2 separate regions of the Mus musculus genome follow, and region 1 is linked to region 2. The links are chromatin contacts, called in public HiChIP or PLAC-seq maps. All regions are on one chromosome and are shown on one strand. The core of a region is the stretch at or near the end of the contact, and the rest is flanking DNA. Distances in the headings are between cores, read along the strand shown.

The links. HiChIP or PLAC-seq counts read pairs in DNA pulled down with a chosen protein or histone mark.
Region 1: a contact with region 2 is called in an H3K27ac HiChIP or PLAC-seq map of extraembryonic endoderm stem cells. The contact joins two enhancer-like sites. A contact is called at or near these places in 9 of 39 promoter capture datasets (3T3-L1-derived adipocytes, the C10 cell line, the HPC-7 cell line and 6 more), 13 of 484 Hi-C or Micro-C datasets (the G1E-ER4 cell line, the MC3T3-E1 cell line, the Patski cell line and 8 more) and 2 of 115 datasets of contacts at active chromatin or transcription factors (craniofacial prominence and extraembryonic endoderm stem cells).

The regions. Positions count from the first base shown.
Region 1 is chr17:78,576,285-78,582,443 of GRCm38.p6, reverse strand. Vit (vitrin) reads right to left here. Exons shown (of 14, transcript NM_028813.2): 6 at 3,013-3,090. The region is part of intron 1 of Gm32573 (a long non-coding RNA gene); the gene reads left to right. Among named protein-coding and RNA genes, the nearest start is that of Gm32573, 8.9 kb to the left of the region's middle. Within about 2 kb of position 1,758, at least 6 of the 459 cell types and tissues checked have an H3K27ac peak or open chromatin away from gene starts, as enhancers often do. A contact at or near this core is called in extraembryonic endoderm stem cells, where this site is marked.
Region 2 is chr17:78,216,658-78,222,290 of GRCm38.p6, reverse strand. All of the region lies in intron 1 of Crim1 (cysteine rich transmembrane BMP regulator 1 (chordin like)), which reads right to left. Among named protein-coding and RNA genes, the nearest start is that of Crim1, 19 kb to the right of the region's middle. Within about 2 kb of position 3,265, at least 58 of the 459 cell types and tissues checked have an H3K27ac peak or open chromatin away from gene starts, as enhancers often do. A contact at or near this core is called in extraembryonic endoderm stem cells, where this site is marked.

The DNA.
Region 1 (6,159 bases), core at 509-3,008, 360 kb before region 2:
TTAATAGATGCTAACAGCCTGGGAGAGACAGCCTTCACATTTCAGGTAATATCTGTCCCCAGCGTGAGCCCTGCTAGGCAAATCAGATACCTACCAGGGTTCAAGCGAGATAATTTGCCACTTAAGACCTTGGCTATGCTTTTGGGAGTCATCCTAACCTGATTTACCAGTTAACTCATTCTTTGGGAACCTAGGAAACATTGTATGCAGCGTGCTGAGACCTGAGCCACAGTTGGCCTAATCTACTTCTTTTCTCTTTTGCTCACTAAAGGATTTCTTTCTTTTTACTTAGCAACGAGGCCATTCTTTCATAGCTCTCACTGGAATATCATGTATAAATTAGTAAGAACTTGCCCCGTGTGGACACGTCCTTTAAAGACAGAATGAGACCCCACACATCCCTTTGATATTGGCATGCGCATTATTTAGCTTGGGTCTGGCCCACAGAAGGGCCTCAGTACCTGTGAGCGGATGGATGGATGAAGAAGAAATGTGCAAGGACAAGTGTGAATGTTCTAGAAATAAGGAACAGACAATAACACCTGGTGATATGTCCCAGGAGGTTGAGGAGGTATGGTAATGGGGACAGGTGACAACAGCAATGGCTGTGTTTTAACACTGGGACTTTTGCATACTTTATAGATTTAAGTTGAGGTGGGAGGGGCACAAATACCCCATGACTCACCACACTACAGATACTACATAGGCATATAGACAAGGGTTTGGTGTGTGAAGGCAATTCAGTTCTGCCAAGGCTGGTGTAGATAAGGGGAGCTTTGGACCGGCCTCTACTACCTGGGGCTTCAAAATCTGAAGCAGCATCTCTTACCTACCCTGGTTCCCTGCTCTCTTCTCACAACAGTTACCTGGTTTAGGATGCCGCAACCCATCAGCCTCTAAGGAACCACTTATAGCCAATCACACCCTTGGGCAAGTGGCTAAACTCTTCTTTATCTGAAACCTGGAAGATACTGCCTCAGGCTCTTGCAGTTCAGAGATCTGGCACAGAGAGGAGTCAGAGCTGTGGTCATTGGATGTTGTGTGCCCCCGCCCCCCTTTTGTGCATCCTCAGCTTTTAGGTTTGGATTGAGGGATGAAGCCAGAGGACCTGAAAACTACTTTGTATGCCAGATAATTTGTCTGAGCTTTCCATGCTGGCGACCATTCCAGGTTAATCTGCACGGTGACCACACCCAAGTCTCCCCAGGCAGTGAGCTGGAAGAAAAGGACCAAGAAAAAAACATAGGGAGAGGCCAGGAGCCATGCTTGTGTGGGGTTGCTTAGGTGACAGTGTGTGTCCTTCTTTCCTCCTGTCTCCCCAAGCCTCAAGAACTGGTAAAGATGGCCGACCCATTTCCTGCCAGTCTTTCTGAGGTAGAACAGTCACAGGTATATCCTAGACCTGTGGAGAGGATTTTGCAGAGGCACTAGGGTAGTATTCTGGAAGGCTAGAGGCACTTTCCCCTCAGAATAAAAAGGGAGAGAGGGTCTTGCTCGACACATGTATCTGAAGTCAGAGGCTTACTTGGCTCTGGCAACTCTCTACACGTGAGATCTCTGAGGTCATCAGTGCCATTAAGACACCCCAGGGCCAAAGACCCTCAACAGCTACAGGCAGAGTGAGAAAGAGGGTAACCTCACCTCAGACTCAGGACTGCCTCAGGGCAGTCCAGAGAGAAAGAAGCCCAGGGTTCTGAGTGCAGAGACTGCTGGTTCCTGGGCTGGTATGCCAGGAATGGCAGAAAGGGATGGGGACAGGACGATAGTAGCCGCGATAAAACAGAAAGCAGTTATCTACACAATTCACCTATTCAGAAATCACCATAGGGGCAGAGGAGGTAAACTTGGGCGAAGTAGAAACTATCAGGAGGCTTTGCCACTCCTTCTTTGTGTCCTCACCAAAAGAAGACAGGGCTGATCTCAGATCTGATTCTTAAGGTGAGGAACAGGACAGCTATGTGCTTGCAACTCAGTAAGTATGTCACGATCACATCTGTGATCAAAGTGTCACTGAAGGTATAGGTGAAGCATTGACAAGCTGTCAACCCAACAACAAGTATGCTTGTAAAGGCTCGTCGGGTATAGCATAGTCACTTAGAGAGCGGTGTTTGGAGCCACACTGTCTGTGTCTGACTCTCGGCTTCGCTACTTCCTTGCTGTTTGTCAGCAAAAATTTACACAACTTCTCTAAGCTGTGTTTTCTGCAAAACTGTGCCTTAGGGCGAAGAACAGGGCATCTTGGTAGTAATTTGGCCTGACTAAAAAAAACTACTTATCTTGTCACAGTGGCTCACACACAGCAAATATTTAAGAAACGCCAGCTCTTGAAATTCCAGAGCTATGTCCAGCCTACATCCATGAGCAGAACATGAACCAAGTCCACTCACCGCCATGTTTCTGGAATGCCAAGCTCCGTGAGAGAGCAACTGTGTGAGAAATCAAAGCACCTCTTAAGAGAACACCAGGGAGGGCACTGTTCTGGATTTAGCATGGAAACTTGGGAAGAGGAATTTCTTAGTCTCTGCCCTCCCGAGGAGGCTGCCTTGGCTAAGCCCCAGAGATGTGTGTTTTGCACTGATTCAGATTCATTGCTTTGATTGCTTGCTGTTAGTGGATAAGGCTCACCGTCCCCTCTCCTTCCTGCCCTCCCTTTGCTTTATGGCCAAGCAGAGGCATCCTTTTCCCTTTTAGTTGCCGGGAAACGCTTCTAGGCATAAGGTCTGATCACGGTCTAAAGTAACAATACCATAAAATTCAAGGCCACAGTCATACCGAATGGAAACGACACAAATACAGACAATATCGAATCGTGAGAACAACAACAGGAAAACATCCCACTCCCAAGCCACGCTGTCTGATCGCATCGATTGAGGTGCCAGGTTCCTGGCATTGATTAAAGAAAGCAACATGAAGGTCAGCGGAGCTTGACTGGGTAAGATGTTATTTTCCATATCATCTTCTAGAATGCAACATTGCGTGCTCATCTTGGATGAAATAACACATGGCACTTGCCTGCTTTAGCAGCTGCAGTTTTCGATGATGAATATGTAAGAGTCGATGGGTAGGCTACACCCTTTTGGGGCTTACTTTCTGCAAAAGAAAAAAAGAAAGGAAGAAAGGAAGAAAGGAAGAAAGGAAGAAAGAAAGAAAGAAAGAAAGAAAGAAAGAAAGAAAGAAAGAAAGAAAGAGAGAAAGAGAGAAAGAAAGAAAGAAAAATTTATTTCTGGGGTTTTCAAATCTCTCAGCTACGATAAGTTGGATCATCTCTAATTTATTCCTCTCGAGTTCGCTAACATCTGTCGCCCTTGCACGGGGTCGATTACAATAAGAAAGTCAAGTGGCATTTTGTTTTCCCGCGGAACACGTTTTTATTAATAATAGAATGGAAGTAATAAAACCCCCATGACTCAGAGCTGCCTAACATTCGCAGTTTCTTATTTTGCTCCTGAAGATGCATGCGGCACGTAAGCTGAGTGGTTTTCCACCCACACGGCGTTGAGTGCTCAATTACAATGGTAGATGGATGGGAAACACTGTACTACGCCCCTTTTAGGTCTTGGGCTGTCTGTCTGTGGGTGCAGAGCTACCTCTCAGTTCCTCAAACCCCGTGGGACCTGTTAGAAATCCAGAGCTTCACGAAAGCTTGAAAGTAGTTGTATGTAGGTCCTCCTTGAAAATAACCCTTGGTGGTCACTTGGGGAGAGACATTGGATGCAAGGCAAGGACACAATAGAAGACCAGAGCTGGATCATCGACGATCCAGCAGAGTTGTAAGTAGTCATCCATCTTGGGTTGACTGAGATTGCCCTGGAAGGCTATTTCCTGTGAAGCCATCTAATTTCCAAGAGATGCTAAACTCTGGACTTTGTTCTACAAAATTGAAAGTGCCAATGGAATGCAGGTAGTCTCCTCCCTGCCCCGGGAAATCTTCATTCGTCTGTGCATAGCTGCGATGATCCCAGGGCCATGAGCAGTGAGTGCCTCATGTAGTTATGAGGAAATAGCTTTAAAGATTTCCTCTGTTCTCTCTCTCTCTCTCTCTCTCTCTCTCTCTCTCTCTCTCTCTCTCTCTCTCTCTCTCTCTTCCTCTCCCTCCCTCTCTCTCTCTCTCTCTTCCTCTCCCTCTCCCTCTCCCTCTCCCTCTCCCTCTCCCTCTCTCTCTCTCTCTCTGTCTCTCTCTCTGTCTCTCTCTCTGTAGAGGCCAGAAGAAGGGTTAGGATCTCCTGGAGCTAAAGTCACAGGCATTAATAAGCCCTTTAACGGGGTGCTAGGAACCCAAACACCAGTCCTTTGCAAGAGCATCAAGTGCTCTTAACCGCTGGATGCATCTCTCCAGCCCCGTGAGGGACAGCTCAGTGCTTAGCCCCTTGCTACACTCCTTATGCTCTAGATGTGGGGGTGGTGGAAGCATGGCTTGCTATCATTTACATAAAAGCACCAATCTCTCGACACAAGGAAGTCCTTGGAGAGAATGATAAGGGGTGGTGTCGTGTGGAGAATGGAGTGGAGTGAGGAGGGCAGAGAGGACCGCCCAGGAATGTGCCAATCATTCTACGGCATAAGGATTTCGAGGTCTCAGGGGAGCACCCGAGACTAAGAAAAACTAGGTTTCTATTTCTGTTTTGCTATTTCTATTTTTCTTCTTCATTTTGTATCGTGATGGTCCCAGGAAGCAAACCAATGGCTTTGTGCATGCTAGCTGAGTGTTCTACCACTGAGCTACATCCTGGCCCTTATTTTTACCTTTAATTAGCTGCTATAATCTTCAAGATTCTGTTTTTTTTTTCATTGAGAAAAATACAAATAATGACATGTCCTCTAAAAAGTTACAGAGATGTAATGAAAAATGAAATCAAAACATATTCCGAGCTTCATATGCCCACAAAGATGCAAAGCTTTATTCAGACATTATCTGTAAGTTCCACTCAAAGGCAAAAATGAGGCAAACTCTCTGGCTTACAGGTGCCTCTTACATCATTGCATTAAAATCATCTGGGGAGCAGAACGGGTCATTTCCAAGTCTTTAGCCATGTCAGGGCCTGCTCTGAGCGGACCCAGGTTGAGGCTGTTTGGACCCCATGAGGGGCCTCCTGGCTGTGGGCCACACCGAGGTCACAGAGAGGGAGGCAGAGGTATCCATCCATCGCTTTTATGTTCTTATGCCTAAAATTAGGTAGTCCTCTGTGTTTTTGTTCAGAAGGCAAATGAGCATCTACTCAGCTGTCTGAAATGTGAATCAAAGGACAGCAGTGAGTTAAATGGGGACCTGCCATGCTGTGACCTTTCACAAGCCAACACTGTCCCAGGATGGTGCAGCCCAGAACCACACACTTCATCTCTCCCTGACAGCTGCAAGATTCCCAAAGTAGATTAATTGAAGAAGCATAATGACCTGTAAAAATTAGAAATAAAACCCCAGAGAAAGGTCACACTGGCACCTGAGCCTTCTGAAGAGGGCTCTGACCCAAACCAGTTAGGCTTGTTGATGTGAACTTCTGATTCACAGGGTATCCTTGGCTACAACCTTATGAGACCGTGCCCACCTACCTCCAGTTGAAAGAGGCCTCCTACAAGTGCTCATTATCTTTGTTCACAATAATTTTCTGTTAAATGTCACAAGGCAGAGTGAGGGTCAGAGGAAGTTGAGAATTATAGAGAGTCAACCTATTAGGCTGCTTTTATTGCAAAAACAAAGAGCAAATGGCAACATCAAAAATCCCCAGCACTTCTTGTCCCTCATTTCTAGTCTTCCTTTAAAGTCCTGGTGCAATGAATGCCTGGATCGCAGGCTGAGTTATAAGTTTGAAAACTCTCACACTCCTATGTGAAGGTTGTCGTTCTCACTGCTCAACAAGACATTGCTGTTGTCCTTTGGTTTCTGCCCGGGAAAATTCTTTGTCATGAAGCTTTGCTACCACTTACTCTGTGGTTGACGCCCTTCCGTGACCCCATAATGAAACCAAGCTCATTTGTGTAATGTAAGGGGCTCAGAGATCGCCACACTCGAGATAAACCCTAAAACGTCTGTTTTCACTTTTGTCAATTCCGATGGATGGAGGAAATATGGGTTTGGAGCCCGAGATGTTTAATGGAGGTCAGAAAACCTGCCAGTCTAGAAGATCTAGGGTATATCAAGGCCTTTCTCTTTACACGGGGTAG
Region 2 (5,633 bases), core at 2,016-4,515:
TAGAAAACAGAGACCATCCTAATGGTACATGTAGGTGCAATGACCCAAGAGGACCTTGACCCCATTGTTTGAGAAACTTGCAGCAAGAGGCACTATAGCAGTGCTACAGGGTAGGTAAAGGCTAATGAGGAGAGCTGTGATCACCGGCTAGGCATAGACCCAAGAACATGTGTGCAGGCCTTGAAGGTGAGGATCAACCAAGGACAACATTTCCATGTGGGCAGAAGCAAGGGAAAGAATTCAGAGCCTGTGCAAGTCAACTGACAGACACACTGAAGCCAGCCAGGGTTAGTCACCTGTTGCTCTAGCCATGGGCCAGCCATGATGAAGGACAGGTACAGGGCCACAAACTCCCACACACCACTCTGTCCATCAAAGACAGTGTGCCTATGGAATATATGGCACTTGTCTCCCCCTCCCACCCCCCACAACACTTGATGATTTTTTTTTTTCAATTCTCACCAGCAGGTTAAGAAGTTGAGTACTGAGTTCTGAATGTGGAAAGAAAGGGACAGACGGCTGAGACTAGCATACTGGTAGAGACTTTGAAGACAGTCCCAAAGAAGAGCTAGACATTAGGGTCACTTGTCCGAAGAACCAACTCTTAAAGAGGTAAAGTGTGAAGCCAGCTATAAACATCCACCCATAAACAATTCCATCCACCATCTACTTCTGGCCAGAACCTCAAACTATATTTATGCCTTCTCTAGCAGTCGCTCATCCTAACAGCCAGAAATAAACCCAGCCAGAAAATCCAAGCCTCTTCTCCGCTCCTCTGAGTTGGCCAAACGCCAGGGCTCTGTAAGCAAGGAAATGTAGCTCGGCGACATCACAATGTCATTCACCTACTGTTTAAACACTCACCCCCATACACACCTTACACACACACTCCCATACACCTGGCTGTCTACCATACAACAAGGACCACACCAACCCAGCTCATTATAAATAGATCTGAACGTTTATAAGCTCAGTGATGGAGCACTTGTAGTCTAGGTAGATAATAAAGTGCAGCTGATTAAAGATTAACCAAAGGACTGGAGACAATCTACTGAGTCTCATCTTAAAATGGTTTTACAAAGGGATTTCAATAACACGGGCCCCACCCTGAGCTACACCTTAGGAAAGTCCCAGGTTGTCTCTGTCTCAAACCTTTTCTGAATTGTGAGCAGTGTTCTCATATCTCTTTCGTCATCTTAGCAATACAACTTCAGCATACACACTCTGGTGGTGGTACTAAAGGCCAAGTAAAAACTTATACTCCTTTAAGCCAGTATTTTGGTCAAAAAAGTATCTCTTAAGTACTAGTTTGATACACACACACACACACACACACACACACACACACACAAACCTTAGTTGTATACTATGGTCTTAAAGAAGTCTAGATAGGTACTCCATATAACAAGCAGCCTGGCAGTGTTTCTGTTTTATGGAATATCTTGATTGGTATATATCATACACAGTTTACAGAAACATACACTATAGGGGCAACCAAAGTGTTCTATATTCCTCAAATCTAAAGGTAAAAAAATGCAAAACCTCTATATGAAAATTGATCATATGATTTCTGTAGACTATTTCTACAACTGGTTGAATCAAGAGTTCTTCAAATATTGAAAAAAAATTGAAATATTGAAACACATGCCATAAACTGAATAGGCAACCAGTGTCAGAATTGTAGGAACAAGTAGAAAGCCAATAACGATAGAAAATAATGTATTCCTGATAGGATTTCAACAACCAGTCATGACCATGGACCTAATTTGTGCCTGGGTAAAATCTAGGCTTCCATGTTTTATTTTATAAAGTGGTAGAAGTGAGAGATTGTCTGAAATACATAAAATCTACAGTAGATATGATATATGTAGACTACACATGTTGCAAAATCAATGTGAAGTTAGTATCTAGCTCCCTATTTAGTACTGACTTATATTTATTAACCATACTCAAGAAGCATATGTAATTCGCTTAGATGCTATCCCACTCCTCCCTCCCCGCCGAAAGGCAATGAACTCAAGCATCTCTCTCAGTGGGCTGGCAAGTTGCACAAAGCCTACAATCATTAGTTAGCTCTATAGCTTGCCCTAAGAGTCACTGCAGCCCCATTGGAACAGAACAGACAGCAATCAAGAGCTAAATTATGCCCTGAGCAGAGACACAAAGGGCACATCCTAAGTGCTAAGTGGCTAATCCTTAGCTGGGGAGAAGGCACAACTCTAGTCATCTGCTTGCAGAGCTTAGGCACTCGGAAGACCTTCTGATCAGCTCACTTTGGAGGGACTTTTTCATGCTTGCTTTCTATACAGCCCAGAAAGGAAAGTGGGCAAAGAGACAAAGGAGAAGGCTGTAGTCAGCTCAGTGCAACCACTTGACTTACATTAAATATAATAGTGAGGGAGACCATGTAACAAGACAGGAGTATGTACCCACAAACCCGAAAGAAATAGGATACACGATGCATAAAGAAATACTAAATACATAAAAGAAGACTAGAAAGAAACATATAAAATCATGAAGCTGGTCCTGTGTATTTGTGTGTGTGTATGTATTTTCTTAAGAAAAGTATTTTAGATAGCTTTCCCATCGTGCTATGTTTATAATAGTTTCTTTTAAAATGACAGCATCAGGCCTGATATTTGGCCCCAGCACACACAACTGGCGATGGGAAATAAGATGTTCAGAACTGCAACTACAAAGGGACCGTGAATGAGCTATAGGCTTCTTTTTACAAACAACATATGAACCTTATCACCAGGAATCTTTTGAGCCGCACAAGTTTTAAGGAATTTCTTTATCAATGCGTTTGGATAGGCTACCATTGTTGACACCCTGGTCAGCGCCTTAGCAACCATCAACCTCATTGAAAGCCCAGGAACTTCAGAAGATACAAGCTACGTGCAGCTTCATGCATGCTGAACGATCTACGTGTATTTATCACTACACACCAATGATGGCCAGAGACAGTAGGACAACTCTCGATAGTCACAAGGACTTGACAAAAAGAAGTTATTGTCAGGACAAAGCCCAGAACCCTGTGAGGAACCTTCCTGCACATGTGCAAATTGCACTTATGGATGCTCGTATATGAATATGCACACGTAACGGAATCTACAACATATGTACAGTTGTCCACTGTAGTGACCCATTTCCTCCTATAAAGAACGACAGAGAATGTCTGTTTCCACAGGTGCAGACTCATGAACACCCTCCTCCTACCACCGTGCCAGGCCACAGATCACTCTGGTAGATAGAGTCTTAAGACTCTATCCTCGGTCGCTGGTATCTTCCTGTCTTTCTCCCTGCCCCCAGCAGCACCCCAGTTTGCCTGGACTGCCCCGACCACATCACTTTTCTCAAGTGCTATCTCTGGGTTCAAATGTAGACATGATAAGCTTGTCAAAAGCCAGCTCAAACAACTGACCCCTTCCAGTAGCTTTGAGGGGGTTCTTTTCAGGACTCACAGAGCCTCCTTCTGCACTTTCTGGTTATACTTCAGAGTCACTCCTCCAGTTTTCTCCTCCCATAAGTCTTTCTCAGTTACAAGGACTGTTTGCTTTGGCTTGCAGTCTAGTGGGCACGCCCTCTTCAAGTATGCTTCCCGGCCCTCAGGCTCCATTCATTGATTTTGCTGAAGTCCAAGGGTAAGTATGTTTTCCAGCAAGTATAGTTCAGGGTCCTTCCCCAGCCTTGTGAGTTGACTATGAAATCACAGGTCTAAGAACAGATATCCCAGAGGGCCAATGTTTGCCATCAAGGCAAATGCTCCTCCTGCTGCTAAAGGTCTTTGAAAAGAGAGTACCCAAAGAGGGAGAGACTGGTTCCTGAAGCCTAGAGGCTGATTCTTATTTAAACCTCCAATGCTTCCTACAGAGTTACCAGATCAGGGGATGGCGAAGCGACATGACTTTACTTAGAAATCTCCATGTTTTATTGCCAACTATGGACTGTGGACAACCCAAATAACTTAGCCATCTCTTCCAAGGTTCCCTCTTCCCAGTTCCAAAAGCCTTTCTCGACAACAGCAGGCGATAGACCTGAAATGGGTGACTGAGTGGGAAAGCCACTCTGGGATGAGCAGCTCCAATGTGAGAATGACTGGAACACTGTAGCAGAGACATCCAAACCATCAACGTGCTCTAAGAAAATGGGGCTCCCTAGGCACGTTTACTTTAATGATTTAACTATGTGTGAGGGATGCAAATCTAGTTCAGGGCTAGAGTGATTGGAGCACAAGGCCCCTGCCTGGGCTTGGCCCCAGCACTGGCTGGACCACGCTCTTGTAGTCAGGGTAAGGTTATACGTGTCTGTGACTTGACTCCCTGTACTTTATCTTGTTCAAATCTGTCTTCCTCAGCAGCCGAGAAACTTAGTCTAATTTGTGCCTGTGTCCTTAAGTATCTAATGTCACTCTCTCTTAATTTGTAAATCACTTTAAGACCTTTAGAAAAAAAAAAAACAAACAAAAAGTTCATGACTAGTGTTGAAGAAAAAACAACTCCTGCCACTAAATACACCAAGTTCAGGCTCCTGCCACTAATCACCAGCAATCCCTCAGTCCCTAAAACTACAGGGTTTGGTGTGAATCCAAACGGGATTGCGCTTCCCCAGGCTCCTTCTATGGCATTCTGGTGGGCGTCCTGCTAAAGCCCCGTGAGGCACTGTCACTATGCAGTCACAGAAGGCCACCCTCCCTCCTGCTGTTGGTTTAGGATTTCCCTCCTCAGAGGATCCTAAGCACCTCAGGACATTGCCAGGTCCACGGACTTCACTAAGACCCAACATCCAGGGCATCCCAGCTGAGCGCAATTCCCTCCCACTTAGCTGAAATGACTCACAGAAGGTGCCAGCAAATTTTGGATTTGCTGAGACTCCAGAACTCTGTCCACTGACAGTGTTCGTGTGGCTATCGGACTTGTGTTCTTCAAGTTGTTCATAATCATTTCCCAGTTGTTTATCAGAGGCTGGTCATCATACATGTACAGTGCATCAGATCCCTGGCCATTAGGTAAAGGCAAGCACTTATAATGTTCTTATAAGGACAGTTCTTACAAGTAGGTGAGGGGCCTGCTCATGAAAGAGGACATTCTGACGAAAAACTGAAAAGAAAAGTCATAATGAGTAATTTTTAAAAAAAAAAATGCTTTAAAATACTTGCAAAGATAAATACAGCTGAATTCAACTCATTATGCAAATGCTACCAAAAACATTAAGACCTGCTGAGGCAGACAGGTTAAAAACCCACCTGTGTGTCCTTCTGGGATGACAGGATTTCTCATAGGGGCTCTGGGTACAGATAAGCAAGTGTCTCTCATTTCAGTTTCCACAATACAGACCGAACAGTTGAGACGGAAAAGTTTTGTCTAATATCTTGGATGACCTTGAGTCTAGATTTAGTCAACAAATGCTCATTGAGTTCTTCCTGTGTGCCAAGTGCCAGAATAACACACCATCCTGGCACTCGAGTGGATCACAACCAGGCAGGGAGGAAGGCAGAAATGTGAACTCTAAGAGACTATGAAAGGCCCAATGAAGGGCAGGGGAAAGGGCTATTTATGGGCACCCAGGAGGAGGGGGTGGCATTACTTTTTCCTGGGCAGGACAGGAAGGCTTCACAAAGAAAAGCGGAGGGC